2 separate regions of the Sus scrofa genome follow, and region 1 is linked to region 2. Evidence: chromatin contacts called from public Hi-C data. All regions are on one chromosome and are shown on one strand. Each heading gives the region's core, a stretch centred on a gene start, on an enhancer-like site or on the middle of the called end of the contact. The rest is flanking DNA. Distances are from core to core; before and after follow the strand shown. Region 1 overlaps BST1 (ADP-ribosyl cyclase/cyclic ADP-ribose hydrolase 2). Region 2 overlaps CC2D2A (coiled-coil and C2 domain-containing protein 2A).

Region 1 (4,680 bases), core at 141-2,640, 230 kb before region 2:
GCTTTGGAGTTCCCTGTGGCTCAGTAGTAACAAACCCAACTGGTACCCACGAGGGTACAGGTTCGTTCCCTGGCCTTGCTCAGTGGGTTGGGGAGCTGGCGTTGCCTTGGGCTGTGGTGTGGGTTGCAGACATGGCTCGGATCCTGCATTGCTGTGGCTGTGGCATAGGCCAGCAGCTGCAGGTCCCATTGGACCCCTAGCCTGGGAACGTCCATGTCAAAAAAAAAAGCGCACAGTGGTTTTAACAAGAAAGATGTATTTCATGCACACACTACATATTCGTCATAGGGTTTTGTCTTTGGGGCGTAAGGGTTTGCTCCATTTTGTCCTCCCAGCCGACAAAGTGTCCACGTCTGCAGACTCACTGGTTATCAAGTGAAGGGAGAAGAAAGGGGCAAATCCACAGAGCAGTTCTTAAAGGCTTCCACCCGGAAGTCACACGGTCACCCCTACTCACATCTTATGGGCCAGTGTCAGTCACACAGAAGTAACCTCGAGAGACAATGAGAGTGCAAAACACATGCTCAGAAGATGAGCCAGAAATACTTGGTAAACAGCACAAAGCATCAGCCGGTGCACGGAGATGCGCACAGAACCATACAGAGCAGCACAGTCTGAAACCAATCGACGACAGTCAACCGCAGGGAAGGGTAAGGAAACATGGCACAGACATGTCTGAAATCTTAGCCAGCCTTTACTAAAAGGAGCTCCAACCGTGGTGCAGCGGGGAAACAAATCCGACTAGGAACCATGAGGTTTCAGGTTCAATCCCTGGCCTCGCTCAGTGGGTTAAGGATCTGGCATTGCCATGAGCTGTGGTGTAGGTCGCAGATGTGGCTTGGATCCAGCATTGCTGTGGCTGTGGCGTAGGCCGCCAGCTACAGTTCTGATTACGCCCCTAGCCTGGGAACCTCCATATACCACAGGTGTGGCCTTAAAAAAAAAAAGTCTACAAAAGATTTGCAAGAGCATAGGAAGTGCTTCCAGCCAAAGCCTATGTGAGACCAGGTGGGTGGGGCATGACCTCTACTGGGCTAACAATTTGGGGCAGAGATGTCCCTTGCGGTGCAGTGGGTTAAAGATCCTGAGTTATCACCGCAGTGGCTCAGGTCTCTGGCTGTGGCAGGGGTTCGATTCCTAGCCCAGGAATTTCCACATGCCTGGATGTAGCAAAAAAAGAAAAAGAAATGAATGGGCAGAAGTCTGAGAATATTAGGCAACCCCTGGAATTTCCAAGGGAGAGACAGGTCCAGAGAAACTCCCAAATCTCCAGTTCAGGACACCACTAGAGCATGTAATTTCCCTGATGAAATGTTCATTCTAGAGTGAAGGCCAGCTTGGGGCCAGAGCGACCACACAGCACAGAGATCCACATGGCTGGGCTTGTGCTCTAGCAGAGCAACACCCCGTACCAGCCGCCACAAAGTCAACCATCTGCTCCACGTCAGACACGTCTCAGATTCCTTCCAAATACACAAACAGTCACGGTTAAATCTGCAAATGCCAAGGTCTGACGATTGCTGTGCCAAAGGATTTGCCCTTAGGTGGCCGGAATAAGGATGATTAGTTTTCTTATTTAGACTTTCTACAAGTTGCCTGTCTCTATCTTGGGAAGCTTTTACACTGATGCTGAAAATGTTTTTTTTTTTCATTAAAAAAAAAAAAAAAAGTATGCCGCTCCAGTGAGGCTGAATGAAGTCATGGTTGAAAATTTGGTCTCTGCCTGCTGCACGCCTTAGCTCTGTAACACGTCTAAGTTGCTTGGTCTCTCCGTGCCTCATTTTTCCTATTTGTCAAACAAGGGTATTGAGTCCCTACCCCATAGGATTGTTGTAAGGTGATACTTACCACTCACTGAACACGCCTCTGCTGCCGCTCCGACCCTCTCCTCCTCACTATCCTGAACTGTATCTCCGCAGGTTCAGATACCCAACATATTCTAAGGGCTCAAAAATGTGGGCACGATTATTAGATGCCCATGCTAGAGCTGGGGCAAGTGTAACATGGGGCTTGGAGCACACACTTTGAAGTCAGGCAGATCTGCTGGGTAGATACGGGCTTTGTATGGAGAAGGTTGATATCCCCCCTGAGCTGTTGTTGTGATCCCATGCTCAGTTGATGACAGATGCACAGCCTCCCACTTCTCAGTGAGGGGCTCAGGCAGCTCCCCGGCTGACGGCTGGAAGCCTGGACCCCAAAAGGAACCTATGAGAAGCAGGTGCTGATGGGGGGCTCCCACTGACTGGCAGGAGGGCGCAGGAATAAGGGCTGCCTCTGAGACGGGCGCTCTGTTTAGTTCCAAACTGCAGCTGCGGTGGAGGGTTTGACAAAGTCCCTCTCCTCAGATTAGCAGTGGACACCTGGGGATCCAGAGCAGGAAAGGGGACCAAAAGAGACACAGATAGCCCTGAACGGGGCTTGGTGGCAGTGAGTGGAGTTCTGAGGTCCACCCGCCTCCTCGTTGATAGAGCTACCAGTTAATAGGCGGCTCTGTGTCAGACACTGAACTGAAAACTTCACCCTCTTTATTCGAAATCTTTGGTCTAATGCAGGTGACAGAAAACGTAGGCTGGGATCCCTGGCATTCTGTAGCTACTGATGGCTCTCATCCTCTCTGAGAAACAGACCTACGTTGAGGGACCATTTCTGTGTCTCCACTTTATCCCCCGTCTCCTCTCACCTCCTCTCCCACCTACATCAGCCTCATGGACCTTTCTGACCCCAGCACCTAGATCTCAGGTGTTGCAAGGTCTCCTATTAAAGCAGGGGTCACCCCCCTTTACATAGCAAATCAACATCACCTTGATTTGAAATACTAACAGCCACCACGATGCGATCGTAATAATGACTGTTTCATAGCCTCATCTGGAGCTGATATTCAGGAAGTCTCCTTTGTGCCAGGCATTGCATTAAGCTCCTCACCTCTTTATGGAGCAGAGAGGGGGAATCAGAATGTTGCAAAGGAGCAAGTGAGACTCAAGAAGCTATGACCCGATGGTCCAGCCTCTGAACCCCTCTGTGCCATGGTCACAAGGCCCCGCACCAGCTCAGCCACCCCGCCATCTGTCCTACAATTACCTGGATGGAGGCACTTTTCCAGTAAGAATCCACAGGATTGTTTTCGCAGTCGTTGGATGTGGGGCAGGACTGGTAGTCGAGTCCTACGGGGAAAACAAATGCGTTTTGTTTCAAGATTCCATCAGGGATGGATATTTGCTGGCTTCACAAAATATATTGAACCTCATTCAGCATAATGTGCATGGGCTTAACGTTCCCCTTCGGCCCACCGAATCCACAAGGAGCCTGGCCCGGGAACACTCATCTCCAATACAAAGACATCTGTCATTTTGCTCGGTACAAATGTAGGAAGGCAGAACACTAAACAGCTGAGTTATTTCTCTACAGGAGCGCTATCAAGGGCTCCTGTAGAGAAAGAAATATTTTCAAGTAAAAGTATATAAATTTTTTGGATTTATTGGGAGAAATGCCTTCACCGCTTAGCCCAGCTCTACCAAGGGCTCCTGTAGAGAAAGAAATATTTTCAAATAAAAGTATATAAATTTTTTGGATTTATTGGGAGAAATGCCTTCACCACTTAGCCCAGGTTTGGAAGTAAATACAAAAAAAAAGAACACGCGTTCCCACTGTAGCTCAGTGGTAAACGAGACTAGTATCCATGAGGATGCAGGTTCGATCCCTGGCCTCGCTCAGTGGGTTAAGGATCTGGCGTTGCCGTGAGCTGTGGTGTAGGTTGCAGACTCGGATTGGATCTGGTGTTGCTGTGGCTGTGGCATAGGCCAGCAGCTGTAGCTCCGATTAGATCCCTAGCCTGGGAACCTCCATATGCCTCGGGTGCAGCCATAAAAAGACAAAAAACAAAAAATGAATACAGAATAACAAAACAACAAAGCATCAGTTCTTAACCAGAAAAGAGAATTTTTTTGGTGGTGCCAGCCACACACAGAAGTTCTTGGGCCGGGATCACACTGACAGCAACCTGAGCCATAGCGGTGGCAATGCCGGATCCTTAATCTGCTTAGCCACCAAGGAATGCCAAAGAGAAATTTTATAACGTGTAAAATGCACAAGATGTTAAAATGTCTTCCATTTTAAAATTGTAAGAACAGGAGTTCCTGCTGTGGCGCAATTGGGAGGTTTGGGGGGATGGCTCTGCAGTGCCAGGATACAGGTTGGATCCCCAGCCCAGCACAATTAGTTAAAGGATCCCTCACTGCCACAGCTACAGCGAAAGTGCAAACTGTGGTTTGGATCTGATCCCTGGCCTGCAAACTCCATATGCTGCAGGGCACCCAAAAGAGAAAAAAAAAATTATAAGGACAAAATCAGCAGATATACAAATGGGATTTGCTTCCTACTGACTATAAAAGAAGGAGAAAGTGCTCATTACAAGTCATTCCAGGGAGAATGGAGCAGGCATAATGTGAACTTCCTGAAGGGAAAGGCGGGGGCTTCCTCGCCCCATCTGGGTGTACCACCCTCCCAGCAGCTCAGTGTGCTCACCAACACAGAGGCTCCCGGAACCCCATCGTAGACGGCTTTTTATGGATCTTTCATACTATAGGCATGATTGATTAAATCATTGGCTAGTGGTGATTAACTCAATCTCCAGGCCCTCTCCCCTTCCCAGAGGACAGAGGATGGGGCTGAAAGTTCCAAGTC
Region 2 (5,037 bases), core at 2,437-4,936:
TTTGCTGATTTTGCTCCCCAATCTCTTCCTTCTGCTGCCTTTCCCCTTGCTCCACAGTGACTCCACTCCCCCAGTTGCTCAAGTCAGAGAGCCTGGAGTCATCCTTCCAACATCCACAGCCCCTGCTTGGCCCAGCAGGAAACCCTGTCGGTTCTACCTTCCGGATTCCCAGAGCCCAGCCCTTCTTTTCCTCCCTTCCACCCCCACCCTGGCCCGGTCCCCACCACCTCCACCTGGACTTCAGCTGTTGCCCTCTACCTGGTCTGGGGGCTTCTGTCCCTGTTCTTTCCAGCATTGACTCTGAGCACAGCAGCCTTCAGTCTTAAGACCGACCAGCTCCTTTTCTGCCCAGCCCTGCCCTGGCTCTCATCTCACTTGAATTGAAAGCCAAAGGATCCGTGCGTTTGGTACAATTGCCTCCCTCCCTTCTGACCTTATTTTCTTCTTCCTCTTGCTCACTCTGTCAGCCACTCTGGCTTCCTTGCTGTTCCTTCAACAGACCAAGCACCCCCTTGCTTGAAAGCCACCTTGCCCGAGGGTCTCTCCTGTCCTTCAGGCCTCTATGCAAACATCATCTTACTGGAAAGATGACCTTCCCCTGATGATCTTTCAAAGCTAGCAACCCCTCCTCTCACCTCCACCGTGGTCCTTCCCAGACATTTTTTTTTTTTTTTTTTTTGGTCTTTCTAGGGCTGCACCTGCGGCACATGGAGGTTCCCAGGCTTGGGGTTGAATTGGAGCTACAGCTGCCAGCCTATGCCACAGCCAGAGGAATGCAGGATCCAAGGGCTGTGACCTACACCACAGCTCACGGCAACGCCAGATCCTTAACCCACTGAGCAAGGCCAGGAATCGAACCCCCATCCTTGGGATACTAGTCGGCTTTGTTACCACTGAGCTGCCATAGGAACTCCCAGATGTCTAGAGAATTCTTTATCTTTCTCTGTAGCACTTCTCACCACTGGCCATACTGTGTACTTATCATTTTGTTTTTTCATTTGTCTTCTCTTGTCCCCTCTCATCCTCTAACTGGAAAATAAATTGTGGGGGTGATCCTGTTGTGCCACAGGGGGGACTGCCCCATCCTTTTTGGATTTGATCTCCACCATTGCCCCCATGGTGACAGTGAAGAGTACTTCCCTCATTCGGGGAAGAAGGAAAGAACTCACTTTTCATTATGCCACAGAACCTGACACAATCTTTTGACATTTTTCCCCCCTTGCTTTTAAAGTAACTACCTAAATTTTCCATCGTGGTGCTATAGGCTGAAATGAGTCCCCACCAAATTCATATATTGAAGCCCTAAGCCTCCATGTGACTATTTTTGGAGCAGAGCCTATAAGGAGGTGATGAAGGTTAAGTGAGGTCGTAGGGTGGGGCCCTGATATGATAGGATTAGTGTCCTTTTAGGATTAGTGTCCCTTTAGGAAGTGAGCCCACAGGGAGATGGCAGCCACCTGCAAGTCAGGAAGAGGTTTCACTGGAAACTGACCACACGGGCACTGTGATCTTAGACTTCCAGCCTCCAGAATTGTGAGAAAACAACTGTCTGTTGTGAGAGGCACTCAGTCTATGGTATCCTTTGTTAGGACAGCCTGAGTCCACGAAGACATAGTGTCATATCCAATAATGAATAATTTGTCCATTTAGAAAAGGACACAACCCTATGGAATAAGCTTGGTTCTGCTTTACAAACTTGTAACAGTTCTACTGTGTCACTGCTCTTGGGTGGGAACCCCATTTTTCTTAGGCTTGGACTTCCCATCCCTTGCTTTCAAATCCCTCTCATTTCTCATAGTTACTTTATTCCCCAGCTCAGCTACAGGGAAATAAGGTAACGACTGCGTAATAATTATGTAACCATTAAGAAGTGTAACACAGCTTCTCCTGTGGTCCAATCCACTTTTCATGAAAAGCAAGAGAGGGGTAATAATTTTCCTAAATGGGCAGATCGTGAACGATGTTCACTGTAGCGAGGGAGGGAGTGTAAATGCTGCAAAATCCAGGCCATGGCCCCTGGAGGGGGCAGGGAGTGAGTGTGTGTGTGTGTGTGTGTGTGTGTGTGTGTGTGTGTGTGTGTTGGGGGATGGGGTGAGGGAGGAAGAGGAGGAGAAGGGGCAAGGTCTCTGAGAGCCTCTGAAACATCCTCAGGTCTTCCAATATCTGATTCCAGTCCCATGTCATTGACAAATCTGCCTTCCTATTTCACCTGCCTTTGAATTTCTGCCCGTTTGATTATCTGCACCATTTCTGTTTCAGCAAATGCTGCCAAACTTCCGTGTTTACATCAGCATGTCCTGGGCTTGCGTCCTGTCTCCCAGACCGATGCCAACCTAGAAGTTACCCACAGACTTGAGGCTGGAGGGGCAGCAGACATGCACAAAAATAACACCCGTGAAAAATCGCCACATTGCTCCGTGCTGATCACAGGAGGTGATTAGCAAATACTGGTTGAACAGAACCAGAGACACTTACTCCGTTGGCCTCGTCGGGTCTTCGAGCCCAGGAGGCGCGCATCAGAACCTTCCTGCCCCGGCTCCTGTTCCTCGTCCAGACGGGGTGTTTCAGACACCATTTCCTCGGGGCCAGCCTCTGGCAGCTGTGGGCAAATGGTCAGAGGCTGTGACTCCCAGGGCTTCATCAGGACTCCGATCCTATCTCAGGATGAGGTGGGTCACTTAGCAAGGGGTCAGGCCTTCATACGACTCAGATCTAGATAGCCAATATTAGCCGTCACCCCCATCCTCTAGGGGTAGGGAGGACCCTGGGTTTCTCTAAAAGCTTTCTTGGGGTGGGGGGAAAGACTGAGGCGCCCCAAATAAAATGAATATCTTCACTTTTTCTAGGGATAACGTGTAGAGCTCTGTAGAAATGTGCGGAAAAAGGGAAGCAGGAAAATCACAACCAAACCGTTTGATCCCAGAGCTAACTCATTTGCAGACAGCTGTCAAAGGGTCCCTGGTTAATGCAGGGCAAAGAACAGGCCCTGCCTGGCTCTTTCCCCAAAGGAGGCAAGCAGGCGGGTGAGCTGAAGGTGCAGAGAGGACCCCAGGTGAGTGATGGCCTTTGGGTCAGACGGAGGCTCAGCTCCGAAATCAGATTTACTATGGGACTTTGGGGCAAATTATTGAACTTGCTAACTTTCTTGCTCATCCAGAAAAGAAGGGAAATAAAAATAGCCTATTCACTGAGATGCTGCTGCTCTATATCAGGCATTTTGCAAAGCACAGACATTTTGACTTAAATAAATGACCTGGAGTGGATCCGAGGCATCTAATTGAAGGAAAAAAAAAAAGTCCTCCAGTGATTCTGAAGTGCCGCTGGGTTAAGAAACACCACTCCAGATTTCTTGCCACGCCCCAAAGACTGCACATTGTCTGTGATCAGGGCTCTGGTGCAGTTCAGTGAATGACATGATGTCTCTGGAAAGTGCCACACCTGGGGTTACCTTCTCCCTGTTTCTGCCTCTTTCTCTGCCTCCTTCTCCTGTTCAGTCCGAGCTCCATACCCCTAGCCCTTGGTCATCGCTGCTGGCCTGTGCCTGTGGGCTTTGAGCTCTTTCCACCAGCATCAGCTTCTCTGCTGCCTCACAGGACCCCCTGGCTCTGACTGACTGCTGTGGGACAGGGTTAAAGCTCCCTGAGTGGCCAAAGGGACCAGCCACGTGGCTGGGTACCACCTCCCGCCCCTGCTGGGCTCTCCCCCGGGTAGCTCCATCCCAGCTGCTGAAAAGGCGGCTCATGGCCCCAGCCGGTCCCCAGGGCCGTGTCCTGGGGGATGGGGAAAGGGTGAGCTGAAAAGGGGGTTCCTCCCTGACTACGGCTCACCCGTGCCCTCCCCACCTTCCGGGTCTCCCCTCTCCCCGCAGCCCCATCACGTGGCTACCGGCTCAAAATGGCGCTTTCCTTCCCTCCTTCCCTCCCCTGCTGGCATCGGGGTTCTTCCCAGCACATCACCCCTCCCTGCCTCCCTCTTCAGAGGATGGACTTCTTTCCGAGGGAATCTATTTACCTGGAGAAGGTGGACCTTGCCCTGGGATGCTCACAGCCAAGGAGGGCAACTTCTGCGGAGAGCAGAGCCGGGGGAGGGACTGCCAGCAGGCCCGGGAGGGAGACGGGAGTTGGCCTTTGGTTTTAAACTGAGGTGGAATTCGAGCTTGGAGTGGGAGAAAGTGGGAGTTCCCCAAGATTTGTAACCCTGCAGTGCCATCTACCGCCGGTCTTAGTGTATGGCCTTTGATGATGGCACTTAAAAGGGCTCTTTCTGTCATTTCCAAATTTCTCTTTCAGGGGATGGGAAACACCTTAGAGGGAAAATGCTCCAGGTACCTCGCTTGGCTTCCTGGGGAGGGTTTTCCCTAAGGCCCCACACCTGATCCTTGGCCTGGACCCTCTACTCCTATCCCTGCCTCTCCCAGAGAAGGGCCAAGTGGTGGTACCCACAGGAAGATGTGATCCCTCCGGGTACAGTGGGTGGTTCATCAACAGCTGGACAGACAGACGTGTGCTTCTGACATTTCCTTACCTGTTTCTTTCTTTTTTGTCTTGGCACCTTTGGGGTCTTCTTCTGTCTTCCTGCACCTGCATCCTCACCGTCTTCAATAAACTCCTTGTTAAAATGCAAATAGATAAGTTGTCACTTGGGTGTGTGTGTCTGTGTGTGTGTGTGTGTGTGTGTGTGTTGGGAAAGGATGGGAGGAGGGGACGAGGGGTGTGGTTTTTAGGTGTTAAAATGACTGCCTGTCTCCAGAGCCTCCACCCACTAAAGTTAAGTGAGTGAAGGGCAGTTGACCCATCTCAGCAGCCATCATCGTCTCTCCAAATAGACGTGTTCTTGAAAGGTTGACTCCAAATGGAAAGCTTGTCAATGAAATGGTGTTGGAGCTTCCCTTGCCCCAGGTGCTCATTCACTGCACAGGGCATTTATTGAGTGCCTACTGTGTTCCAGGCCTTGGGGGCACAGAGATACTCCCAGTGACTTCCCTCAAAGTCATAATCTAATGAAGGTCACGGATGAATGAAAGCCAGGACAGGCGTG

Evidence for each region. A called contact is a pair of places that touch in the nucleus more often than the background predicts.
Region 1: a contact with region 2 is called in a Hi-C map of embryonic fibroblasts, with 3 times the contacts expected there. The contact joins two enhancer-like sites. A contact is called at or near these places in 1 of 5 promoter capture datasets (liver), 27 of 47 Hi-C or Micro-C datasets (adipocytes, alveolar macrophages, brain and 15 more) and 1 of 2 datasets of contacts at active chromatin or transcription factors (skeletal muscle).

Annotation. Positions count from the first base shown.
Region 1 is chr8:11,018,696-11,023,375 of Sscrofa11.1, reverse strand. BST1 (ADP-ribosyl cyclase/cyclic ADP-ribose hydrolase 2) reads right to left here. Exons shown (of 10, transcript XM_003356861.5): 4 at 3,079-3,161. Among named protein-coding and RNA genes, the nearest start is that of BST1, 9.9 kb to the right of the region's middle. Within about 2 kb of position 1,390, at least 11 of the 83 cell types and tissues checked have an H3K27ac peak or open chromatin away from gene starts, as enhancers often do. A contact at or near this core is called in embryonic fibroblasts and omental adipose tissue, where this site is marked.
Region 2 is chr8:10,787,345-10,792,381 of Sscrofa11.1, reverse strand. CC2D2A (coiled-coil and C2 domain-containing protein 2A) reads right to left here. Exons shown (of 39, transcript XM_003128860.6): 3 at 4,525-4,608; 4 at 2,476-2,599. Among named protein-coding and RNA genes, the nearest start is that of CC2D2A, 11 kb to the right of the region's middle. Within about 2 kb of position 3,686, at least 38 of the 83 cell types and tissues checked have an H3K27ac peak or open chromatin away from gene starts, as enhancers often do. A contact at or near this core is called in embryonic fibroblasts and omental adipose tissue, where this site is marked.